Linked DNA regions of Zea mays: region 1 is linked to region 2. The links are chromatin contacts, called in public Hi-C maps. All regions are on one chromosome and are shown on one strand. Each heading gives the region's core, a stretch centred on a gene start, on an enhancer-like site or on the middle of the called end of the contact. The rest is flanking DNA. Distances are from core to core; before and after follow the strand shown. Region 1 holds the start of LOC103654440 (ENHANCER OF AG-4 protein 2). Region 2 holds the start of LOC100272565 (putative B3 DNA binding domain family protein).

The links. A called contact is a pair of places that touch in the nucleus more often than the background predicts.
Region 1: a contact with region 2 is called in a Hi-C map of tassel, with 2.6 times the contacts expected there. The contact joins the promoter of LOC103654440 here to the promoter of LOC100272565 in region 2. A contact is called at or near these places in 4 of 25 Hi-C or Micro-C datasets (bundle sheath, ear, leaf and 1 more).

Annotation. Positions count from the first base shown.
Region 1 is chr4:201,643,972-201,651,506 of Zm-B73-REFERENCE-NAM-5.0, forward strand. LOC103654440 (ENHANCER OF AG-4 protein 2) reads left to right here and starts at 5,197. Exons shown (of 12, transcript XM_008681271.4): 1 at 5,197-5,832; 2 at 5,978-6,054. The coding sequence starts at 5,719.
Region 2 is chr4:201,512,791-201,520,454 of Zm-B73-REFERENCE-NAM-5.0, forward strand. It overlaps LOC100272565 (putative B3 DNA binding domain family protein), which reads left to right and starts at 1,393. Exons shown (of 9, transcript NM_001147032.1): 1 at 1,393-1,796; 2 at 2,164-2,496; 3 at 3,015-3,133; 4 at 3,229-3,357; 5 at 3,591-3,680; 6 at 3,764-3,864; 7 at 4,158-4,204; 8 at 4,305-4,381; 9 at 4,699-5,093. The coding sequence starts at 1,625. The coding sequence ends at 4,740. LOC541952 (nucleosome/chromatin assembly factor D) reads left to right here. Exons shown (of 6, transcript NM_001358409.1): 6 at 5-338. The coding sequence ends at 163.

The DNA.
Region 1 (7,535 bases), core at 3,947-6,446, 130 kb after region 2:
CTGCTTTGCTCCGATTTTCTCGGAGATCTTTGAGGAAGACTTTCTCTCCGGTGAATCCGCGATGCGATGCAGAGTTCCCTCCTCATCCGCTATAGATGAGATAGTTCCAAAGCAGAACACGGACCTGGGACGGAGGATGATCTTGTGCTAGAAGGTGATGGCCATTGAGCTAGCTTGGATTGGTGACACACCCCTACCTGGCGCGCCAGCTGTCGGTGTTTTGGGTCCGACCGCGCACCCGGGGTTGCCCCTCAAGGTGATTTTTGGAGTAGGACGGTGTTACCGACTGTAGCTCGATGGTTCGTGCTGATGCACGAGAGACAGTGGACAGTTTTATACAGGTTCGGGTCGCTTGGAGATGCGTAACACCCTACGTCCTGGTGTGAGTACTTTATGTGGTGGGTTACAAGGGGGGCTCTCTAGTGTTGGAAGCGTAGAGAGTCGGATGGATGGCTAAGTAGTGGGATATATGTCTTTGAAGGGGTGCCCCCTAGGCCTTATATACTCGACCGCGGGGTATTACATGTGGATATGATAACAATGTATGCCTAAGTAATAGTGAACTGACTGAGTCTATCTTCCTATAATTCAGCCGACCCACCCTCGCTCGGTTCCGATTTATGAGGCTCCTGCGCGGGAAGGTCGGGTCACTGTTGTGATCACTGCTCGAATTCATCGAGCCGTCTGGGCTTGCGTCGATTCGATCTTGCGTCGATCCAATTCACTAGGCGCTCTTCCCCAGGCCCACGAAGGGATGACCTCGCGAATTATTGGGCCCACGGGCCTTTCGTGAGATCTTTTATTCTTCTGGTGGACCCGAGGGATATCCGTCCCCCACAGTCAGGGGCTCGGGTGGGTACCCGAGCCCATCTTGTGGACAAGACATCTGAGACGTAGTTGTTGAAATAGCGAAGAGTATGGTGAAAAGTGCATGGTAATCCGTCCCATATGGCATAAAACGTACTTGACACTAGCCTGGCGATTTCTGTAGCCATCCCATTGCCAGCGGTTTTTGTGGAAGGGTTGGTGGCGTCGGGCGTCCTTCTGTCGATGTTGATTGGCCGAGGTCATGCTCGGGCGAGATGGAGATTTCTGCCGAGGTCGAGGTCGGGTCTGCGCTCGGACGCGCAGTCGTGCAGGGAGTGGTTAGAATAGTAGTGGGAATGGTCTCCTACGGGATTCACGGGGAGTTGGTGGCATTTAATGCGCTACTTCCAGGGCTGTTGGCCAAGATTGAGCTCGGGCAAGGCGGAGTTTCCTTCCGAGGCCAAGTTCGCCTTCAGGCGAGGTGGAGTTCTCTCCCGAGGCTGAGGCTGTGCCTAGATGTCGCATGTCCCATCTAGAGTTGTTGAGAAAAGTGACCGGAGCAGGGGAGCAATGCCCAATATTTGCGGGCGTGCGTCATCGTAGATGGCGAAAGTAGGTGGGACCATAGTCCCATCTTCCTCTATTGACTGTGGTGATGTTGGTGGAGCAGGTATTCATATCGGTTGCATTTAATGCACGTCTTATGGTTCCCGAGAACTTTGGCCAATGCCGGGCTCGAGGTTGGCCTTGGTCCGAGATGGCCTCGGGGCGAGGTGGAAATTGCTTTCCGTAAAGGCGAGGCGAATCGAGGATCCACGCAGGCACAACCTTCGCCCGAGGATGGGCTTGGGCGAGACGTAGTTTTGAGCAGCCGTTGAGCGGGGTCTCGGGCGACCTCGAGGAGCGAGTTTTTTGGTTTATGATTTCTTGGTACTCGGGTGTTAGATATGCTTAGGAGCATAATCTGAGTACCCCTAATCATGAAACCCGACAAATAAGAATTATGAACGAATGATGAACATGAACAATGAATATGTCGTATGAATGAGCGATGAATAGTTCGTATGAACGAACGATGAACGATGAATATGAATTATGAACGAAAGGACGAACGATCGAATGATCGGACGAACGAATGATCAGAATTTCAGCACCATGATAGATGAACAATAATTTAATTTGGACGAACGAACGAACGATCGAATGGACGAATGAACAAATGAACCATGAACAATGGGATGAACAATCGGACGAACGATCAAACGAACAAACTATGAATAGTTGGAAGAACGATCGAATGAACGACCGAACGATCATTGTGCTCGTGTTGTGCTTGTGTGGGAGTGGAATGAGTGAGAGTAAGTTTCCATGAAATGGCTTGGGATGGCATGAGGGAACCCCTTGTCTCTCTATTTATAGGCAAGGTGGGGGAATTATGGGGAGGAGGCGAGAATTAGTGGAAAATTAGCATGTATTAGCAATGAATAAGTGAAATTAGGTTGTAGATTTCATTGTATGACACCCGAGGGCATATATATACACGTGTGAGCATAAGGAAAAATATTTAGAAAATATTTATAAGGATTTTAAAAATGATTTCGAGGGTATTTCTCAGGATAATTTTTTGGAGAAATATTGGTGGAATATTTAGACAGTATTTATGAAAAGATTTTGAAGGGATCACTTGGAAAATATTTGTAGGATATTTTGAGGAGAATTTTGAAGAGAATATAAACCACTATATTTTCTTTGTTGAGATCAACTTGCAAACAAATATTTTAAAAATCACTTTGATTTTAGAACGAGTTTGAGAATTTTTTAGATTTGAATTTTTAGGGTGCTATAGTGTTACATGGAGGCGGCTTCTGTTTCTTATGGCGACGAGCTTTCTTGGCTCGTGGTGGTGCATGCGAGATGGGTTGGGGGTCACCAAGGCTTCGACTTTTATACGCCTGGGGTAAGTGATTGATAGGGATGAGGTTGGTGAGGGAGAGAATTTCTCTGGCGGTTGTTGAAGCATGGCGGCTATGGTGACGGCTCACAACGACCGCGGTGAGAGAATCTTCTGGCGACGTAGGCCTGCCTGGCGGTGACACAGTATTGTGATGCGTGAAGAAGTAAGCGACTGACACGTGGCTAGTTGAAACATGGCGGCTATGGTGACGTCTCGCAACGACCATAGTGAGAGAATCTTTTGGCGACGTAGGCCTGCCTGATGGTGACACAGTTTTGTGATGCGTGAATAAGTAAGCGGCTGACGCGTGACTCGCCCGGCTAATGGCACAAGGCGAGAGACTGCACGGGGGATGGCTAATTGGGTTGGCGGGGATGGCTAATTGGGCTAGGGTGAGGGAATAGGCCCACAACGTTAGTAGTTTTTTTCTTTTAAATTCATATTCTCATTTTGTTGTCAAATCAGATTTAAATTCAACTAAAGTTCCAATTGCTCAATCAATAACTGGAATGGGTGTAAATCATTATTTTTTGGATGTAGTTAATTAGATAGTCCATTAAATATTTAGTATTTAGTACTTATTTAGTTTATAAGCAAGTAATATATATCTTTTATCAAAAGTCACTTTAATTCAAATATTTTTAAAGAGTATTTCCGATTCACATCAAACACACAATCATAATCTCCGACATAATGCATAAATTTAAACTTTTATTTCATATTTATTTTATAGGGAACATGTCTTGCAAATGAAACATAAACTTAAAATAAACTCTAGTTTTATTTCTCAAGAACTACCTAATACTTTAAACCATATTTTTAAGGCTTTACATCTATTCCATGTTTTACCCTTATTTTGTTGGATTCTAGCTGATTGTTTCGTTGGATTCTAGCTGATTGTGACTTAAAAACTTAAACTATTGAACTTATGAATATGTGAATTAAAGACTAGACAAATTAGTTAGTCTGAATGATTATGATGGTCATCAAGCACCAAAATCAATATAAAAAATGGTCTAAGGCTATTTTACTTTCAATAATATTATAAAAATATATCTATAAGTTATGTTGATTTTAAGGCGTTTTTTTAAAATTCATGTGTTTGTAGGTATTGGTAGTGGAAGAATAAACCCTTGTCTTATACCCGTTGGGTTTTCATTTAAACCCATTAAGACCATCTCCAGCAGGTCGTGCAAAATACTTGTACTGTTAGCAGAGTTAAGTTTAAAATAAAAAGTGAGATAAAGAGTAAGATAAGGAGTTTGATAGAAATAGTATAATAAACACATAGGTAGATAAATTGGACCAAACCTGTAACTAAGGGCTAGTTTGGGAACACCATTTTTAAGGAAAAATGAACTAATTTATCTTGAGAAAATGAAAATCTCTTGGTAAAATGGGATTCCCAAACTAGCCCAAACAGAGAAAAACCAATTGAGTTTCAAGTAGCGGGTACACATTGCCATATCTAAGAGCAACTCCAAAAGAAACGTGTAAACTAACCCCAAAACATATATTAGTCAAAAATAGTGATTTTTCTTACTCTAACAGCTCCCTCATTCTCCCCCTAAAAAATTAGCGTCCGCATTCACAGCCTCCTCTCCCTCATATTTTAGTGTGTTCCATCCCTCCCAATCCATTCCTCAACGTATCAGATCATCCACAGCCTCTGGACGACTTTGCAGATGGCGCCACATGTCACATTTAAAGGAACTGTTGGAGTACCCATCATGATTCACTCTTAAAACTTTTGAGCCTACTCTTAGTAACCAGTTTTTAGGGTAAAATTTTTAACATACTTTTGGAGTTGCTCTAAACCCAACACCTTCAACAGGGAAGAACGGCCCAACCGATCCTATCCCACAGTATGCGCACGGATTAGGTAAGAACCATGTTAGGCCTTGTTCGGTTATTCCCAATACATATGGATTGGATGAGATTGGAAAAAAAATTGAGAATAAATTTGACTTGTTTGGAATTTAAACCCATCCAATCCCACTCAATCCACATGGGGCCTGTTTGGTTCAGCTTTTTTCTGACCAGTTTTTCTGAAAATCTGGCTGTGGGGAGAATCTAAGTATCATTACGATTACATGTGGAGGAAGATAAAGTTATTCATAGGGCTCAGGATCTAGAAAGTGACGGATTCCTACTATTACAACAACTCAACCGATTATGTGTTTATGTTGATTTTGGATGGTTTTTGCCCCAACGAATTTTATAGAAGCTGGCTGAAAAGCTGAGCGTTTGACAGTCCGCAACAACTTTTGGTGGCCAGAAGCTGCCAGAAGCCGAAACAAACAGGGCCATGGATTGAGAGCTAACCGAAAAACGTCTCACGGCTCGTTTTTATGTGACCTAAATCCGATCAGATCCGTTTGAACAGGTTTAGGCACAAGGAATGAAACCCGTGGGATGCAGATCGGACGGCTGCTATGGTATCTTGATGAAGGACCTGAGCACGGCACGACACAACAGCGCACGGGAGAGACGGACCCAGACCGCAGTGGCACAGGCGCACAGCAGAAAGGCGAGGGAGAGGAGAGCCGCCCGCATCCGCGCACCGCACCGCACCGCGCCGCGCCGTTCAGAGAGGGAGAGGAGGGGACGCGAGGAGGAAGAAGAAGCAGGCAAACAGCAGCAGAAGGCAGAAGCCCCGTCCCATCCCCGGCAGCCCCCTCCATCCAAGTGATTTCAAGTAGCCACCGAGAAGCGGAGAAGGTGACCGCACCTCACGCAATTTGCCCCTGCCCGTCGATTCCATCGCCTCCCGCCGTCCCTTCCCTCCTCTAGGGTTGTCTTGTGGGTGCCCGTGCTTCCCACCCTAGGGGCAGGTCCAGGGCCGGGCCTTCTCTTCGCCCCGCCTCCGCTGCTCTTTTCTTTGCTGCTAGGGTTAGGTTAGGGTTCGACGCTGTGGGGAGGGGCATCCTCCTCCCTCGCCGCCGCCGCCGCCGCCAATGCCTCCCGGCGGTAGGCGCGGCGCCAAGCAGCGCTCCAACTGGACCAGGGAACCCCAGCTAGGCGACCTTGTCCTCGCCAAGATCAAGGGATACCCGTCCTGGCCAGCTAAGGTAAGGTTCCACCTTCCTCGCCTCTTCTTGCGGTTGTTACTGCTGCCCATACAACCACACTAGGGTTTCACTCCCTTCCCACCTCATCCTTTCCGTGTCTACTCGCCTTGCTTCGGCTAATGCTCTAAATTCTGTATCTGCACAGATCAGCAAGCCCGAGGACTGGAAACGTAAGCCAACGCCAAAAAAGTTCTTCGTCTGCTTCTACGGCACCGGGGAGATGTAAGCTCTTTGCCTGGAAGCTGCTACCTTACCGTTATTTCTCGCTATATACCGCAACTGCCATTCTTGCAACCATCAATTAATTCCCTATTGGGTCACGCCATTTTTCGTGCACGAATTGCCTAAAACTGTCACTCTAGATCACTTATCACATTTTAATAACAAATCGTCAAAATGTGGCCAGGCAACCTGTATGGTAGCAGGGCCAGTCTCTTGCTCTCTGTTTAGTACTCCAAGTGTAACACGTTACAAGCCTGGACTCTGGGTTTGCTCTTCACTACAGATCGAGATTAAGTCTTCCTTTTGTCATGCAGATCCCCAGTAGTGTTGTTTTGCTTAGAGATAGTCCAGGTCACGACAAGGGGAGGTCAATGCTTGCAATTTATTGTCCCAACTCTCAAATTTACAGATTTTGCACACCTCTGGTCTCCCAAGCATTCTCTAGCTTAGCCACGTGTGGCTTTGATAGCGAACCACACATTTTGCAGTTCTTGGGAGAATATAATCCTTTATCTTTTATATGTTTTTTTCTTTGGCAAAATGGCTTTTATACATGGACTTATTAAAGAAAGGATGCAAATTTAATGAAGTGGAGTTTTGAGTTTATGGTTTTCACTCTTTTCAGTCCTAACTATTCTCATTTTCCCATAGGGGAATTGAATTTCAGATGTAAATTGTTGTACACCTTCTTTATGTCTATACCTGACTAGTTTCTCTTATATGGTTAGATAATTAATTTCTGTGTTTGTACTAAATCAATCTGTTATTTTAAATTCTAAAAACATGTGTAACTTCATTGTCGATGTAATGTTGCTTGCTCCTGTCTGCTTGGTCAGCCCAGCCCTGTGGCATGATCTTTTTTTATAAGGACGAGAGACAAGAACATTTATTACTAGAAATTGCTTCTTGAAATATCCTCACTTTTCTGCTTTAAGCCTCTCAGTTCGGTTACCCAGTCCATAAAATGCTCTGGACTGTTCATAAGGCTTAATTTTTTTCGAAAGTATATGCCTTATGAACAGTCCAGAACATTTCATAGACTGGGTAACCAAACCGAGAGGCTTAAAGCAGAAGAGTGAGCCGAGTTGGTTAGGTGGTTTGAGTTCCTGGGTTTGACTCCTCGCGAGAGCGAATTTTCATGTTGTGGTTAAAAAATCCCCTCGTCTGTCTCACGTCAAAGCACAGGTCTAAGGCTCGGCCCTGGTCGCGGTCGTTCTCACATGGGCTACGGTGCCGCTGGGGCAGGGGTTCAGGGGTTTTCTCGACCTGCGTGAGAAGTTGTTCTTAATATAATACCGTGGGGGCGGTCTTACCCTGTAGGTCGAGTTTTTTATAAGGCTTATATTTTTCTAAAGTAACAAACCAAGAATGACTTTCATTTCTTTGTACCTTGATTCTGCTAAAGCTTGACAGAGTTCATTTTTTAACTTGGTATTCTTTAGCTATTTTCCACGTTATCCTTTATGCATAGAATGTTCAAT
Region 2 (7,664 bases), core at 143-2,642:
GCAGGAGAACAATGTTGCCACTAAGAAAGCCAAGACAGATGACCAGGAGGTGGATCAGCCAGCAAAGAAGCTCAGAAAGTGCAAGGCTCTTCACGAGGACGAGGATGACGATGGTGACCAGGAAGACGAGGATGAGAAGAACGAGTTGGATGACGACATGTAGATGGCAGAGGCCACTCTCCCATCTCTGTAAATGGATGGCAGATGTGAGCGTCTAGTTAGAAATGTCACTTGTTTCAAGCTAGAGGGAAGAGGAAGATAGTCAGTAGTGAATATCCCCCGTTATCGTTGCTACATGAATGAACTATTCTATGATGCAGTTCTGTCTGCTTTCATCTCCATCCAACACATGTACTCAATGCCCTTTTCTTTTCTGGATTTTCTATATTACATCCATTGCTCCTGCCCCTAGAATTGAAGGTTGGTTCATGTTTGGTGGAAGACTAAAAAGGACAAAGGAAGGAGGCGTTGTATCAGTAGCACCGTTGCCTAGTTACATTAGCATCACCATCAGCATCAACCAAACAGTACAATAGCTGCATTTCACAAACATATTATCGGAATACTTAATGGTCCTAGTTTTACAATACTTGCCTAGATTATTAGAATCCTCGGATCTGTACTTTACCGGACGGTCACCAAAATACTTAGCTTAACATACTAGTAAAATATGAAATTCTTCTAACGATTTTTAGAATGCATACTACCCTCCACTTTAGTTTACGTATCATTGGTAGAGAACATTGCAGCAATTCTGACGATGAGTTTTTTTTCTTTCTAGAAAAAAAAGATTAAATTTGTTGAGACTTATGTTTGAGTAGGTGTATATAATACACTTCATTAGCATTGTATACTTTTAGATTAAAAAATGGGAGTGTACGCAACTTCCTAATGACAAATACAATACTTCATTTATTATGAATAAAAAATTGGATCCGAATGACTAGTCACTACATTTTTAATGGGGTATTTGCCGACTAAATTCTAATGTTTAAATGATAATTATTGGTGCTAAAAATAGTTTAATTATTATTAAATAATATGATGTAATTGAAGGCGTGCGCGGCAGAATGGATAGTGATAATGGGTGCAAATCCTGGGAGGATATTTTTGTTCCTTGCCTTTACCCTTTTTTTCCCCTCTCACGGTCGAATCGAAGATACGAAGAAGTCGGAGGAGGAAAAAAAAGCAAGGAATTCACCATCAGTACGTTCTTGCGGCGTGTAGAGAGAGAAGAGAACGGGTGACAGTAGCAAGCAGCCATAGCATAGCAGGACCACTCCTGCGCTGCACTGCACCAGTCTGCAGGTGGGTGCGGTGGGGGTGGCCGGGTGGGGTGAAGTGGAGAGAGAAAAGAGGAGGAGGTCGTCTGGCCCTTTCCCCTTCTTTGCCCTTGGCCCTTGGCCTCCTTTCGTCGAGAGAGAGAGAGCTGTGCTGGCTGCTGCTGCCCCGGGTCCGTCGGGACGGGTAGATGAGGAGGAAGAGAACAGCTCGTGACTGACTGACTCCCTCCCTCAGCGTGAGTGGGTTGCGGACGACCACATCCATCCGTTCCCACCATTCCCTTCTCCCACCTCGCCTCCTCCCCTTGCCCTTGCCCTTCCACAGCCGGAATCAGGGGGTAATGGGCCAGATGGGAGGACCCGACGGCGACGGCGACGGCGGCGCGGGCCCGCACCACCAGTACCACTACCAGGCGCTTCTCGCCGCCGTGCAGAACCCCAGCCAGGGCCTGCACCCCTTTCCCCTCCCCTTCCACGTGCCTCTGCACGCAGGAGCGGGAGCACCCGCCGCCGGTCAGTCACTCTCTCTTTCCCTCTCTCCGCATTCTCTTCCCCTTCCCTTCCTTCCTTCCTTCCTCACCGGATGGTCGGGTGTTTGGATGGATTAGGGAGGGAGGGCACCACCTGGAGTAAGTAGACTAAATTACCATTCAATTTTGCAATCCCGGCCGCACCCTACGCTGGTGCTTAATTTTGCACGGCACAATTTCTATTCCTCCACCACTGTCCACTGCTGCTGATCTATAATTTCTTACAGTACACGAGAGTACTATCAGAATCTAAACCTAATCTTACTTCTATCAGTTAATACTCTCTTTTTTTTCTTTTTGCATACAAATGTTTCCAATTCTTGTTGTTCACCCCAAACCCTATGCTGCAGGACCAGGACCTGGAGCTGATGCTGATGCCTCCACACACAATGCCAATGCCGCTCACCACTCTCAACCTCCAAGAGGTTTCACCGATTGGAGCGCGTCCAACAGTGCCTTCGCCGCCGTTGCCTCACAGCCCGCACCTGCTACCACCAATACACCCTTCCATTACAACCTCTCCCAGTCTTATGCCCTATGGACCCATTACATGCTTAACAAGAATGTATCCTACTCTACTTACCCTACACCACATGAGGAGCATCCCCACCCATTGCGCCATACCCACATCCAGGAGAATCCCCACCCATTGCGCCATACCCACATCCCGGATAAGGATTCAGGTACATCACCTTCTTTCCTTCACTTTCCTACTGCAAATTCCCTTCATTAACTTGTATATATATGTATCACTCTGATTAAATTTGACTGAAACGAAAACTCTCATGGAACCATGTAAAATATACAAGGTATAGTCCTTTCACAAACTTAGAGCAAAAACATGGCTTGCTTTCTTTTCATTCCTTTCTGGTTCACAGACATAACTATAGCTTGCTGCAGTTAGTAAGTTTGATTTCGTCTTCGTTGTTTTTAATGTCCTTTTGGCCTTCAAGCATGTTACGTAAGTTGGCAGTTTATTTCTGTATCATCATATTATTATCTGTGGTTGCATGGTACATATATTAGAATCCAATGTAGCATCAACCTGTATCCACATTGATTTAAGCATGGGCCAACTAATCTGGTGCGTCGCAATAGTCAGCATGTCCCGATTGTTATCCTCTGATGTAGAACCAATCTTTCACAATCCCGCCTCTGCCTCCGCCTCAGCTAGTTTCTTCATATTCTATGGAAACAACAGGTTGTGCATCTAGCCTTGGATTTGACTCTTTCACTACAATGTCCCTTGGACCAAATATTTGTTCCCACATGACGCCCATGGAAGGATCTATATCTGCCAAAGAACCCGAGAATTCAGAGGTATAGATAGACATGAACCTTCAGGGTTATAATAAACTTTACTGATTTCATTACCCTTCATAATCTTTACTTCTACTCTGATGTGTGATACACAGGATTTGCCTGCAATAGTTAGGAGCAGTGATGAAATGGACACTAGAAACAGTGGCAAAGTTCATCGTGACACAGTTGGCACTCTTCCTGAGTCGAAGCAGAGCCATGAAAGTTGTGCTTCCGTGAATAATGTGATACATCTAACACACACTCCATGTCCTTTTTTTATTGTGCATATTCTTCTCTTATGGCGTATCTGCATTTGCTAAGTTCATCGGAAAAAGAAAATAACTGGTTTGAATTCTGTTGACATAGTTCTAGTTACCTGGTCATGGTACAGTAGATAGACAAACACTTCTCTCGTAATTAACAAGTTATTTTCCTTCCTGTGTCACCTTGTGCTTGGGACATACATGACTTTCAGAAGTTCAACTCTGGAGAGTACCAAGTCATTTTGCGCAAGGAGTTGACAAAGAGTGATGTCGCAAATTCCGGACGAATTGTGCTTCCCAAGGTAGCCTATCCTATTATTCTGGGGAGTTAGGGCACTTTGTCAACGATGTTTTGTAATGTAACTGCCTGTTCAATCTTCTGCAGAAGGATGCTGAGGCTGGTCTTCCACCATTGGTGCAAGGGGATCCTCTGATACTGCAGATGGATGACATGGTGCTTCCAATTATATGGAAATTTAAGTATAGGTATGCTCTCACTCTCAGATTACCTTATGACATCTTTGAAATGGCACATCTGAGAAAGGTAATAGATGCAAATATGTTTCTGAATGATAATGACCTATTGGGATGTCCTAACTTCTTTCCTGTGAAGAGCCAGGAAGTTGAAGGCATTGTATAAATTGATTTCTCTCTTAAGTGTTGCCATGTTCTTAAAGTTGAAGGTCATGAACAGTAGATGCCACAGTATGCAGAAACTGGTGCATCTTATTACTGTTGCTAAACTCAAATGTTTTCTGACACACACTTTGCTATTTCAGATTTTGGCCAAACAACAAAAGCAGAATGTATATCTTGGAAGCTGCAGGTATGCCTCGATGTGGAATTCGGATACACTTTCAAATGTTTCCTAGCTTTCTTGTTATCCCGACATTGATAGATTGAGCCATTTGAATTTTCTTTGTTAGGTGAATTCGTGAAGACACATGGCCTTCAGGCAGGGGATGCGCTCATTATCTACAAAAACTCCGTGCCTGGCAAATTTGTATGCAAAATTTATTAGTTTCTATGTTCATATGGCAATCATGACCATAAGTTCTGTTATTGCATTTGACACAGCTCACTAAAACATGTAAAACTAGAACATAACTTTTCTGATTGCATAAACCTATGGTCATGTGGTACTTAAATTAAATTGCATGTTTGTATATATATATATATATATATATATATATATATATATATATATATATATATATATATATATATATATATATATATATATATATATATATATATATATATATATATATATATATATATATATTGATGTCTCATTTTGATGTTTGTTTTTGTACACAGATTATCCGTGGGGAGAAGTCCATTCAGCAGACAAACCCCTAGACACAATTTGATGTGACTGTGCACCATCAGATATGGCGTCCGAGGATACACCATATGTTCACGTTCCAGTTGTTATCGACTTTTCTAATGTCTCACCGTCACACTGAGATAAGTCGAAAAAGGAGATACACCGTGTGGATGGAGAAAAGGAGAAGAAATTTTGGGAGACATTGGAAGTGCTGCCAGTGAGCCTACGTCTAAGCTCAGAACAAATGGTTTATGTTTTTTCCCCTAATTCGGTCGTATTTGGATGCTTGAGTCCTGCATTGCATGATGAAGAACATTCTCAGTCTCTCTTTTTTTGTAAATATTTTAATTCAGGATCTATAAGGTAAAGGAAGTGGTTTGGAAGCAGATTTCTGATTCAGCGTTCTCTTGTCTCATTCATTTTACCAACATTTTTGTTAAATTTGTGATTGTGCTATGCTCGTAGGGCGTATGTCTATTGTCCCTTGATTTGGGTGCTGAGGGGAGTTAGTTGTGTTGTTTATTTCTAGGCGGCATCCACTTTATACCTTACAATTGGCTTCTTCTCTAAACAGACGCTAGGATAATTTTAAATATATAGCATGTAGATTTTATAAGGGGAGTAATACATTCTATTCTACTATTATAAAGCATCAGTTTTCTGATTTCCACGGAAAAAAGTCGTTACTTCTTTCTGATTTAACACACAGTCCAAACGTCGTCTTCTCATTTTATGCAAAATTAGTGTAAAATTATATACAAATAGGGATTTGAATCTTGGTGACTTGGTTGATGGCTTTATATTCATAGCTACCTAACCATCTGAACATATATATTTTTATGATTTATTTAAACAAAGTCTATTTATATTATACATAGAAACCATAGAAACCGTAGCTATAGCAATGCAAATGCATCTCACTAGTAAATATATACATACCACCCTCTCGTCATTGTTCCGATGAATATTTAATAGTTTTTTTCTGTTAAAACATACATTACATTAATGAGCTATAAATGTCATTTTATTTGTCGACCGTTCACTAATTATTTGGACAGTAAAAAGTTTTTTTCACACGCAATCGTACGAGTTAGAACAACCTACTTCTAACAATATTTAATAATATTTAATAGAGTCTAATTTCAAGTTATACTAGTCAGTTGCCTGTGCATTGCGACGGCTCACAACGATACCCACGTAAACTATCAACAAAAAGATCTCAAGATTTTTTATTGATTGTCTTCGTTTTCTGTATAATATTTTTTTGATTTGATTTACTGATGTTGTTATTTGCTCCATCCAATATGTCTTGTTATAACACGACCAATGAAAGGAGCAATTAGAAGAGAGTTCACAACGACTGACTGAACGAATATAGATTATAGAATGACATAATTTCATCATCAGAGACCAAATAAGATGAAGTTTGTGAGCTCAAGTTTCTAAAATAAGTCACATGAACTCAAACTTACAAAAAGATAGATCAAAATATGGAGTGGTTTCTAAAGTCAGACATCAATAAAAACTGGATGCGCTCCATACAAATTATGGTACTTCGTAGCAATTACTAATGTTTAAAACCAACAAATAACCTTTCCTTTTACTGTTAGCGTGATAAATCATTGCTGCTCCATCCAATTCAACAACCTCAAACACCATGGAGTCCATTGCACCAATATGGTCTCAGAAATGACATAATGCATCCAAGAGTCAAGAACACAAGGGACGAGCACCATGTGGTAGTGCCCTCATAGATCTCCAAATCCTAATACATATTGTCCAATATCTCAGACCTAAACTTCTCATCGCCAAGATAACCTAAGCGTGGCAGACGCCACTGTGTCCTCCTCGGTGTCACACACGGAGAAAGGCCAGGAGCAAGACCGACTCGCCCCGTACCAGCGCCGGTCGACTCGCGGCTGCGATCGTGGGCGGGGGTAGTAGGTTGGGGAGGAAGAACAGGGTGAAGGCCGGGAAGACGAACGGGACATCCGACGATGGCGAAAACGATGGTGTGCGCATGTTGTGAAACGTCCTCGCAGACGTGCAATAGCCACTGCGCGGGTCGGTGTCGGGGCTGGTGTCAGACGAATACGGGGAGGAGGCGCCTGCTCCCAGACCCTTTGACGAGAACGGGTGGCGCGGAGGCGGAGGAATGAGAGGAGAGAGAAAATAAGCAGGATGGAGAACGAGGTAGCGGTAACTGAATCAAGGCCCATCATTATTGTGCAGAGGTACAGATGGCCAAATGGGCCGTGTCTGGCGGTCTGGCCCGAGATACGACCCATTTAATAGTGCCTGGGCCAGCCTGGCACGAGCAGCTTGCCGTGCTTGGGACGTAGCCTCAGCCCATAGTACTGGCCCGACCCAACACAATTTTTTTACAAAAAATCATATATCTTTACTATACTAAAGCACCAGTTTTAACGGTCGTCCCGCATCATATTTTTCCAAATAATCCCTCACATCTATTTCAAATTAAACCGCTGCATCCCTCCATGCACACAACCTCCACGCTCGGACCGTTAGCCAGTCGGACCATTTGGTTAAATTAGCATAAAATGTTAAAAAGTGGTGTAGCAGGTGGGGTTCGAACCCAAGCCCTGATAGAAGAATCTTTACTATATTAAAGCACCAGTTTCAACGGTCGTTCTGCGTCATATTTTTACAAAGAACCCCTCACATCTATTTCAAATTAACCCGCTGCATCCCTCCATGCACACAACCTCCACGTCCGGCCCGTTAGGCAGTCGAGCCATTTGGTAAAATTAGCGTAAAATGTTAAAAAGTGGTGCAACAGGTGGGGTTCGAACCCAACACTTGATGGAAGAAGGGTGGGAGACACTGAGTGAAGTCGTCTAACTAGTAGAATATTATGATCAATAATATTTAATATTGAATATAAATTGTACCTATGTATATAGATTTTTGTAAAATAAAAAATATATAATCGTGT